Regions from separate parts of the Sus scrofa genome. Here region 1 is linked to region 2. A link is a contact called in public targeted proximity ligation data. All regions are on one chromosome and are shown on one strand. The core of a region is the stretch at or near the end of the contact, and the rest is flanking DNA. Distances in the headings are between cores, read along the strand shown. Region 1 overlaps LOC110260018. Region 2 has its middle 79 kb from the start of EPCAM.

Evidence for each region.
Region 1: a contact with region 2 is called in a targeted proximity ligation map of alveolar macrophages. A contact is called at or near these places in 1 of 5 promoter capture datasets (liver), 2 of 47 Hi-C or Micro-C datasets (both in liver) and 2 of 2 datasets of targeted methods (alveolar macrophages and skeletal muscle).

The regions. Positions count from the first base shown.
Region 1 is chr3:93,353,709-93,359,331 of Sscrofa11.1, reverse strand. It overlaps LOC110260018, which reads right to left. Exons shown (of 3, transcript XM_021087545.1): 3 at 1,377-2,614. The coding sequence ends at 2,556. Among named protein-coding and RNA genes, the nearest start is that of CALM2, 15 kb to the left of the region's middle.
Region 2 is chr3:93,261,075-93,266,669 of Sscrofa11.1, reverse strand. No RefSeq gene overlaps it. Among named protein-coding and RNA genes, the nearest start is that of EPCAM, 79 kb to the right of the region's middle.

The DNA.
Region 1 (5,623 bases), core at 1,157-3,656, 92 kb before region 2:
CCACCACAGCTCACAGCAACGCCAGATCCCACTGAGCAAGGGCAGAGATCGAACCCACAGCCTCATGGTTATTAGTCGGGCTCATTACCACTGAGCCACGAAGGGAACTCCCTTCTAGCCCTTTAGACAATAGCTTTTAATACATTAAAATATGTCAACTGGCCTTGAAACAATGAAAATAAATGGCCTCCCAAGATCCTCTCAGTCTCAGCATCCTGAAATACTTCATGTAAATCCTAACTCCCCTTTTAGTGTTTTCATTTGTGCAGTGTGCTAGTCCAGCGGGCACTGGGCTGTGAAAGTTACAACCCTTTTGTGAAAGGACTGAAATGGAACAGGTTTTTACAATCTGGCAGGCTTCTGGAGGGCCACCTACCCCGAGGCTCCAGCTCTCCTGACAGGCTGCCTCTCTCTACAAGGCTCGCTCTCTGTAGCTTTCTGAATCGCAAATGCCAAATCGCCCCCCTGACTTTGAGGGCAGCGTGTTGGTAATTCTGTGGTATGCAGTGATCTAATACCCGGGGAGCCGGTTACCATGCAACCAAAGCTGAGGTCAATTATGCTTCCCCATCAGTGACCCACAGCAGCTCTCATGCCTTTCACTGTGGTCTATTTTGAAGAGCAGACACTTGAACATTTTTAAAGGGAACCAGAATTATCATTCAGATGATAAACTGCCACACAGACAGACATTCTCTTATGATTCATTGAAGTGCAGGTCTTAAGAGGTTATGCATTCCATCTCAGTGTATTAAAGAGAGTGAAGACAAATAGATCAGAGAACAAATCAAACCTTGCACATCAGAGATGCCAGGCTCAGCAGCATATAATCTTCTAAGGCTAATATATGGGCTGTATAACCCTACTGAGCAAAAAGTATGTTTTATTCAGGAAAACAACAAATCAAGTAATCTCTCTGTAGAAAGCCATTCACGGGTCATTTGGAAATTGAATCCATAATGTTTAATAGAGACTGTTTATACCAACAATGACCGAGTTGCAAATAAATAAAACTGAAAGCCATGATAAATTAGCTTCCTAGCCTTTATATGTTTATTACATTGTCATCATTCAAACCCACTGAAGTCAAATTTGTTTTACCAATCTCCTAAATTCAATCCAGTGAGCTCCTGGTCTTTATACAAAACCAATTCATATTGTCAAGTCACAGCAAGAAAAATTATTATGCTGTTTTTTTACCATCCAAAGGGACTTTACTAAGTGTAAGTAATTATACAAGCTTTTTACCATCCAGAAATCTATTATTTAGATGGGAATTCTAGTCACATGCTCTGAGACCCTTAAAATGGCAATGAAATAAAAAGTCGACCCTGGGGAATATGTCATACCCGACATGTTAAAAGGATCCCTAGGGCTTTCGTCAGGAAATAAAGAGCTGCGCTAGAGTTTTATTGAAAAATCGTGATGACAAAGCCTTTTCCATTTAAAAATCACAGTTCATCAGCATCATCAAATCAATGGCTGGAAATGAATGGAGAGGGTCTCCTTTTGCTCTCTGCTTGGCATCCAGCTTTGCGTAATGCATTCACCTCCCCGGCTGCAAATCAGGTCAGGAGACAGGTCCGAAAATTCCCCAGGACGACAGGGTTCCTGCTCGGCAGAGGCCCAAGTTGGGCTGAAGCCTCCCCTCTGCTGCCGGCTGCAGACCTACTTCTCACCGATCCGCTGTCAGTCTCTGGGAAGCCTCTTCGCCAGAAAATCCAAAGTGCCTTCCCTCTCGGGAGCTCAAACACACGCAGTCTTTCTTGGTGGCGGGGTCTATGAAGGCCTCAAAATGTTTATTCCTCCTAAGTTGGCATTAGTAAAGGCTGTGAGGTTTTTCTTAATTCGGACTTCCGCGCAGAAGTTGCTCCTTGAAACAAGACAAAGGAGACCCGGGGCCGCACAAGGCAGGTCTGAAGCAGGCTCTGTCAAAGCCAGGCACCTCAAGCACTCCCCTCTGCCTCCTTTGTGGGGCAGGGAAGGGAGCGATGGTGATTCCTCGCAGGGGAATGTGGGAGGAAAGGTAAACAGTGCCTGTGAACTGCCGAGAGCTGCCTGGTGCCAAGAAAGGAGCACTCTCCCCGTCCCAATCACAAGGCAAATATTTACTGACCGGACTCCATGCATAGCACTGTGGGCAGCAGGAGAGCAAATGGCCTCGCAGGCTGCAGGGATAGAGCTCCGGAGGCCTAGCTAGCCTAGCTGGGGAGTTGGGGGGGCACGGATTTCAGAGGCAGGAAACCCTGGTTTGAATGCTCTGACACTACATAACCGTAGCTGTCTCTGATTGAGCAACTGACTCTCTGAGCTTCAGTTTCCTCGTTGCACAGTGAAGGGTTACAGCGAATCTGCTGGAGGGTAACCGTCAGGGTGAGAGTCAGTGCCTGTCGATTGCCTGGCACGGCATAAACCTGTTTCCATCATCCCGCCCTCACTGTCCCCGCCCTTCCCGGACTCTGTATTGGACAGGAGGTTCTGCATCCAGCAATGCGGCCCTTCCCCAGGCTGGTCGTATTTCCATGTCAACATTGCGAGGTCCTTGAGAGCTGGAGCTACATCCTGCCGGGCTCTGCCAGTCCCCCAGGACCAGCCCCAGCTTCACGGTGGGTGCCTGAATCACACACAGACTGTCTGCTCAGAAACAGGAGAAAGAAGCCAGCCCCTCTCTCACCACCGCCCCCCACCCCCGCCCCTTCTCTCTCGCTCTCTCTCCTCCTCCTCCTCTGCTGCAGTCAGGCCTGCAGCCAGAAAAAGCCCAGTATCTCCCCCCATCATTTCCTGCAGCCTCCACATGCCTGAGCAGTGGCGGAGGGGACAAGACCGGGAGCCGCTCCAGACCAGTCCACGGCTGCTACCCGGACGCCTCCCCAGCCTCCCTTTGGGGAGTCTTCTGAGGGGCAGCGGAGGGCAGAGGCACCGCTCATGCAGGAGTTCAGACAGTTCCCAGCCACTCCTCAGTCTGCCCTCTCTCCCAGTCTTCTATGAAGACAGTGTCCCCAAATTCACAGCGACCTTCATCCTTGTGGCTGAAATCAGGGGGACAAACTCCCTTTCCTGAGAGCTCGCAGCCCAGGCGCTGGTTTATAAAGGGCTGGTTTAGTTCCTCCTCAGAACAGGAGGAAATAGGGTAAATCTTATTGGTCCCATTTTGCAAATGAGGAAACTGAGGCTAAGAGAGGTTAAGGCACTCCCCCACGTCACAGCCAGAAAATGTCTGAGCTGGGATTTGAGGCCGTCTGACTCCGAAGCTCACCCCCTTCAGCTGGCTGCCTGCTAGCAGGTGGCGGGGAGGGAGCTGACTCATGGCTTCTGATTCGTTCAGTTCTCTTTTCTGCATTAGCGTTGCTTCACCCTAATGAACAGATATTGCATTATGCACCTCTCACTTTGCAAAAACAGCCACATGAGGCTGCTTGCCTGCAAGCCCAAAGAGTCACATTTCCAGGTGACAGATAGGCAGAGTAGCTTGTGGGTAAGTTAAAAGAGAATGTTAGCATCCTTAGAGATCATCTAAATCAGAGATTCTTAAGATGGAGTTCAAGGGTAGACCTCAGGGGAATCTGTAAAATTTGTATATATAAGAATTTTCCTAGGGCCAGGGTGCAGAACTTTCATCAGATTCTCAAAGAGATTTTTAAGCTCCAAAGGGTTAAGAACTGTGCCCGGTCTGCCAACCAGACCTCAAATTCCCAGGCTCCAGGTCCATGAGGCAGCACAATTTGTGATCGAGAAAACCCAGAGCTAAATACCAGGAGCAGAATCTGAGCTCTGAATCTTCTGGCAAACATTTTAAAGACTCATGAATTATTAAAATGGCTAATTAAGTCAACCTTCACCGGAGAATATTTGCTTTTCCCCCTCATCACTGAGCTGACTGTGAAACTTGAGTTTGCTCCATCTGAAACACAAGGTCAGTTCCCTTTGTTCTTTCTTCACAGGTCTAGGAAGAACGAGGAGTGGCCTGCTGTGTTGAGTAGTAGCAGCCTGCTGTGTGCGCCTCGGTATACTGGGCTGGGCGGCTCTCAACCCATTTTCTCTCCTTTGCTGTACACGATTCAGCTCTGTGCAACTGCCTTCCCAGCTAAACCCCACACCTTCTGTTCTGTCAAGCCTCTCCCTCAGTGGCCCACATCAGCCCTGCCTGTTCTCACCTCTTCCCCTCTTACCAGGATATCCTGCCCCTGGAATGCTGTGAGTGAGGGACCTTGAACCAAAAGACATCAAGCAAGCCAGCATGCGTTCTGAGGTCGCACTGGCTCCCCTATGTTTTAGAGCTCATTCCCTCCCCTCCAAACCTAAATTGTACCTTCTGGACCGTGCTCCAACTCCACATCCTTTATGAAAACTTATTTCATCCATGTCAATTTCATCCCTTTCCAACTAGTTTAGAAACTCCGTGAAGGCAGGAACTTATGTTTTTCTCCTTCTGATCTATTTACTAATAGACTTTACACCCAGAAGAAAAGAAATCAGCTTGTTTCCACCTCTACAGCCTCTGAAGCTGACCACCTGCCAACAGGATCCACTGCAAAGTGAAAAGGGAGGGCCCTGGCCAGGGGTGAGCCAATCAATCTCCCCCTGCCCACAGGCCCACTGCCCTACCCCACCAGTCAACAGGTGACTCCCTGAGAGATTGCAGCCTCCATGCTGGCTGCACTTGGTATCTGGATCAGAGGTTGCCCACTGTGGCACTGCCAGCCAGGGGCAGAGACTGCTGCTACCTCGCCCTACTATGAGACGTCATGAGTGCACAACAACCCAGAACCTTCCCATACACATGCACCAGTGTCCAGGCCCCTGCCGGGAGCAGAAGGCAATAGTGGCACGCAGGCCTCCCCCCATCCATGCGACCTAGTCACCACCCCAGGTGGAGGGTAACAGAAATCACAAGGCAGAGGTGGGGAAGGGGAAGCCAGTGGAGGCTGAGGTTGCCGGGGGTAGGGAACAGGCAGTCAAGAATCCAACCCAGGCAGGCTAGGAAGACAGGACTACAGGAGGGTAAAGGCTGCAGAACACTGGGTACCTGCTCCATGGTCCCATGAGACTTTACTTCCAGAAACAAAACCAAAGGGAACTTACTAACAATTTTAAGATAAGGAATGGTGAGATTAAGACCCCAGTATGGAGTCCTTCTGAGTGTGAGGCCCTGTGTAACTGCCCCGGTGGCACACCCATGAAGCCAGCCCACTGTTTCCTGAACTCTTTGCCATAACCCACCTGTAAAAATTCACTCAGGGATTCACAGAATTATCCTATCCACTATGGATACCACCACTTAGCTCATCTACTGTCCTGTACGTATACAGTGATTCATGATTTAGAAATATGTCTGTAGGGGAATGAGTAAAATTGGCCAGTAAGGTACTCATTTAATATTTAGCAATCAGATACACAGCTTTGAAGGAAAATTCTAGTCTTTTTTTTTTTTTTTTTTTGGCTTTTTGGCTTTTTGCCATTTCTTGGACCGCTTCTGTGGCATATGGAGGTTCCAATTGGAGCTGTAGCCACCGGCCTATGCCAGAGCCACAGCAACACCAGATCGAGCCACCTCTGTGACCTACACCACAGCTCACAGCAACGCTGGATCCTTAATCCACTGAACAAGGCCAGGGATCGGACG
Region 2 (5,595 bases), core at 985-3,484:
ACAAACACACACACACACACACACACACCAGACAGCCAGCCAGCTCTGGAGCTATAGTATGTATGACCAGTCCTATGAGTCACCTGGATGAAGTGAGGACTCAAGAAGTACTTATCAAATGAATGAATGAATGATGAGGGAACAGGTGAGTGAGTGGCTGCATGAATGGGCAGACACACCCTTAAAGAATGAGACTAATTCCTAATCCAGGATGCTGAGTGCTCCCAAAGAAAGTCATTTGGGACTTTCCTAGTGAGTGCTCCATGACAGAGCCACACCCTCTACTTTTTCTCAAGCCCCATATGTCTTTTTTTCTCCCCAACTTCATTGGGGGGGATTGTGTCCTAGACTATTTGGGGATCATATGTGCTAAACTCTATGCCTGGTATGTGATAGATGCTCAATAAATGTGCAATGAAATGAAGCAGGAGAAAGATAAATAAGATTTGGACCCTGTCTTCCAAAAGTTTACATTTTTTTTTTCTGTCTTTTTAGGGCTGCACCTGTGGCAGATAGAGGTTTCCAGTCTAGGGGTCCACTCGGAGCTATAGCCATCAGCCTACACCATACCCACAGCCACGCCAGATCCAAGCAGCTTCTGTGACCTACACCACAGCTCACAGCAATGGCGGATCCTTAACCCACTGAGCGAGGCCAGGGATCGAACCTGAATCCTCATGGATTCGTTTCCACTGAGCCACAATGGGAACTCCCAAAAGTTTACAATTTAGTGGGAGAGAAAGGATAGGTACATAACTACTATATGACAAAGCACCACAGATAACTGGTATCAAAAAAGGGCCAAGGAGTGTATCCTATATAGGAGGACAGAGCTGAGAAAACTTACTCTGGGCTGAAAAAGTGAGGGACTGCTTCGTGAACGAAAGGAATAGAGTTTGAGGCAGGACCCTGAAGGAAGAGAAAGATTTGGAGGCAATGGAAATGGTGTTGCCATAGGGGCAAAGGGGAAGGGCCACTCCTAAGAGGAAAACCAGGTCAAGTTAGGTTCAGAAAAACATGAGTAGATTTAGTGTAGCTGGAGAGCAGATTCAAGCAGAAGCGCATACATGCATCCTAAGTATGTTGTGTGGCAAGACTGTAGAAGCTTTGAATTCAAGAGGAGAAGAAATTTGGATCAGAGGCTAGTGAGGGTATTTGAGCAGCAAAGGGAGGTGAAATGAATGCTGTGAGGTGTGGAAAGATAGTCTTGGGGAGACAGACAGGTAAGGAACAAGGTAAGTGGTCAATCTTGCTGAGAGGTCATGTGCCAGCCCAGAGCCAGCCAGAGCCAAGTCTTGGGCAGAGAGACTGACTTTCCATTTCTTTCTTTCTTTCTTTCTTTTTTTCTTTTTTTTTTTTTTTTTACAGAATAAAATACATATATTTAAACAATTACATTCACACTGATTATTATATCATGGATCTTAAGAAACATATTAAGTGACTCCCTATGGAGAAGTGGAATGGAAAATATGCTGAGACAAATAGGAAATTTATTCTATACTTTATCCCATTTTGTATGGCTTTCATGTTTATTATTTAGTATTATCTATTACATTTCAATTTTTCTTTAAAAATTAGCATTATATTAAAATTGTGTGTATTATGCAACTAAAATTTATAAAGAAGAAAGCCTTATATACCATTAAATATTTTATATAGCATAATAAAAATAACTGGTAAGAATAACAAAATCCATTTCTTTCTTTTTCATTCATTCAAATATTGACTGGTCCCAACCAGGCCCCGCACAGACAAACAGGTAAAGAGAACAGACACCTTCCCTCCTTTCCCAGGCCCAGGACACTACTCTTGGCTCAAGCGCCCAGCCCCAAGATTTGGGGCCAAGCGGGTCAAGGGCGAGGACCGGGTGTGGGGGGAAGTTGGCTCTGATCTGTCACCTGCAGCTTCTTTCCACAAAACCTCTACTCCCAGGCCCAAGTCCTCCGGTCACAGCCTAGCCAGACCTCCGCGCCCGCGCCGGCCACACCTGGAAAAGAAGGAATTGCGGGAAAAGGGGGTTGGCCTATGGAGGGGGTGGTACAACCGGAAACAGGGCTGGGCGGCGGGGGAAGGGAGCAGAGGATGGCTGAAGGATGGCCTGGGAAGGCGCTTCCCTAGGACGCCTGCACACGCCCAGAGGCTGGGCGAGCGCTTGGGCGGTGGGGCTGTGGGCTATGGGGAGCGGAATCGACCACGAGGGAGGAGGGGGAGGCCAGACTCCGGCGCGCCGAGCGGGTCCTATGCGCCCCCTGCCGAGCGCCGGCCTCCGCTGCACGCGCGGCCGCCGCCCCTGCGTGCGGGGACCCGGACCCCGCGGGCGGCTGGCACACCCCGGGAACCTCGCCGCCCGCTCAGGCCTCTCTCCGCGTGTCTGCAGTCTCTGCGCTCCTTCCTGGAAAAAGAAGGTGGGAAGCGGAGCCTTTTTTGTCATAGAAATAGAGGCGCTCCCGGAAGTGCCCTAGCCTAAAGAATGTTAGGAGCTGGCCTTACCAGGTGCTTGAAATTCTACCGTTAGAGATTCCATTCTTTGGAGGGGTGGAGTGCTGACATCCGCAACTTTTATTGGATAGTTTAACGCTGAGGATTTACCAGATATGCCTGGGGAGGGTCTTGGAAGGAGGAGGTAGTCAAAGTCGTTGATTCCTTGTCTCAGCCAAGCTTTTTATTAGTGCTCATTTGCCAGGGCCATCCTGAAGGTGACTCAGAGCCAGCAGTCGTATTGCGGCAGTGCTGGGACTGTGAAAGGCTAGTTTCTCCTGCCATGCTTTGCCTTTTATTAATCGCTGGATAGTTGAGGCCCCCTCCTCCAGGAAGTCTGCCTTGACTTTTAGGGGTATATATGGTTACAGGCAAAGTTGGTATCTTTCAGTTGAGCAGGCCACCTTCTTGGTTTATTTCCCATGAGTTCTGTCTGGTTTCTCCAGGCTCATTCAATGATTAGGGCCAGAAAACCCTCATCAGCTGTGGCACTTCTCTAAAGGAGAAGAAGAATATAATCTAAAGAGAACAAACGAGCCGATTTCCTGACCAATCAAGGATAAGCTCATGCTGTCCTCAAGGACCATTTGCATCTGGTCCCATGTTACATATGGCCTTCATGAGCATCCACCATGGACAGTCTGTTTTCCAGAGAGTAGCCAGGAGTCCCATAAGATCATGAATGCTCATAAATTTAAGTTAGATGGTCTCTCTTCTCAAATCCTTGCAATAGCTCCCCATCTCCCTTGGGGTAAAAACTGAAGCTTCCATCCTGGCTTGAAGGTTCAAGGTGCTCTGGGCCCCGCTGCTTACTAATTTCTTTCTTTCTTTCTTTCTTTCTTTCTTTCTTTCTTTCTTTCTTTCTTTCTTTCTTTCTTTCTTTCTTTCTTTCTTTTGCTTTTCGGGGCCACACCTGTGACATATATGTGTGTGTGTATATATGTATATATATATAATTTTTTTTTTGCTTACTAATTTCTCAGAGCTCCTCTCCTAACAGCTCTTCCCCTCACTTGCCACTACGGCCATATTGGCCTCTTTGCTGCTGTCCCTTAAACTCATCAGACACACTCTCACCCTTTTTGACACTTGCCTATTCACCCTGCATTTTGACACTTGGCTATTTCCTCTCCCTGGAATGCTGGTTCCCCAGATTGCTACGTGACCCACTCCCTCACCTCCTGCAGGTCTCTCTTTGTTTATTTATTTATTTATTTGTCTTTTTGCCATTTCTTGGGCTGCTCCGGTGGCATATGGAGGTTCCCAGGCTAGGGGTCGAATCGGAGCTGCAGCCACCGGCCTACACCAGAGCCACAGCAACACGGGATCCGAGCTGCATCTGCGACCCACACCTCAGCTCACAGCAGCGCCAGATCCTTAACCCACTGAGCAAGGCCAGGGATCGAACCCGCAACCTCATGGTTCCTATTCAGATTCGTTAACCACTGAGCCATGATGGGAACTCCTGAAGGTCTCTATTTAAATGCCACCTTATGGCGAGAGGCTTTCCCCGACCATCCTGTCTAAAATAATACCTCCACCATCCTCTGTGCCCTTAGCCCCCTTAGCTTTTCTTCTAGCACTTATCACAACACGACATAGTATTTATTTCTGTATGTTGTCTGCCTCCCCAACAAGAAGGTAAGCTCCATGGAAACAGAGAACTTTATCTATTTTGTTCCCTGTCCAGCACCTAGAAAACAACCTGGCACATAGTCAGTGCTCAATAAATTTGCGAAATGACTGAATGAATGTGCCAGGCACTAAGCCAAAGTACTGGGACAGGCCATGAATAAGCCTGGGCTCTTGCCCTTGACGAATAGGCTGGCAGACGGGCAAATAATTACAAACCAGAGTGACGAGTGTTGTGTCTAAGTACAGACGTATGTAAAGTACATTTGAAAGCTCAAGGAAGGAAATCGTTCCCTCTGCCTGGAAATCAGAGGAAATCACGAGGATGACGTCACTGGGTGGGGGAGAAAAGGAAAAGGCGTTCTAAGCCGAGAGACGAGAAGGGCACGATCAAGGGCACAGGTCTGTGAAAATATTTGACTTGTTCAGGGGGTGTAGCAAGCAGGCTGGCCTGGCTGGGACGCAGGGCGTGGGGCAGGTGTGGCAGGAGCTAAGTTCCGAAAGACAGCTTCAGGATGTATTATGAATGCGGCTTGTTAGAATGATGACAGTAGATGCTCTGAATTTCAGATCTGTGCCAGGACAATGGAGACATTTCTGGCAAAGAACTCGCTTCTCACCTAAGACCGAGCCCCATGGGAGCAGCCATGCTCTGCTGCTTGGGAAGGTGTGGGAACACTGCAGGGGTCTCCCCAGGGCCACAGGCTAGGGTCTGAGCACCCATGGAAGCGACCTGGCAGCACTTCTTGCCTTCCTGTTACTGATCTAAACAGGACCCTCAGGGAGTTCCCGTCGTGGCGCAGCGGAAACAAACCCGACTAGGAACCATGAGGTTGCAGGTTCGATCCCTGGCCTTGCTCAGTGGGTTAAAGATCCGGTATTGCCATGGGCTGCGGTGTAGACGAAGATTGGCTCGGATCCCGCGTTGCTATGGCTGTGGCGTAGAACAGCAGCTACAGCTCCGATTCTCCCTCTAGCCTGGGAACCTCCATGTGCCATGGGTACGGCCCTAAAAAAAATAAAATAAATAAATAAAAATAAACAGGACCCTCAATAAGGACCCTACCCAGCTCCATGGAGCTCGAGAGTCCTAGGCCACATCTCCTCAGCCTGATCACCAAGAGTCCAAGTTTCCAAATGTCCTTATTTTGCAATCTGACTGAAAAGGGTGGGGAGTGGAAAAATTACAGACGGCAACCACCAAGGGACTGTGGCTTAATATAACTGGTGACCTGGGAAACCAGAGAGGCAGAAAATAATTTCCCTCTCAGACCGAGGGACCAAAGGGGCCTCTCACAGCTGACTCAAAATAAAGACTTTTCCTTCAAGTAGATGAAGAATATTTGTATGTTTGCAGAACAAGAAGATTCTTTCCGTCAGCGTCTTCCTAGGTCGTGTTGCTCCTCCCCCTCCTTCTCCTGCCCGTCTCTGCCCTCAATCTTTCCCGCCTAATTTTTTTTTTTTTTTTTTTTTTTTTTTTTT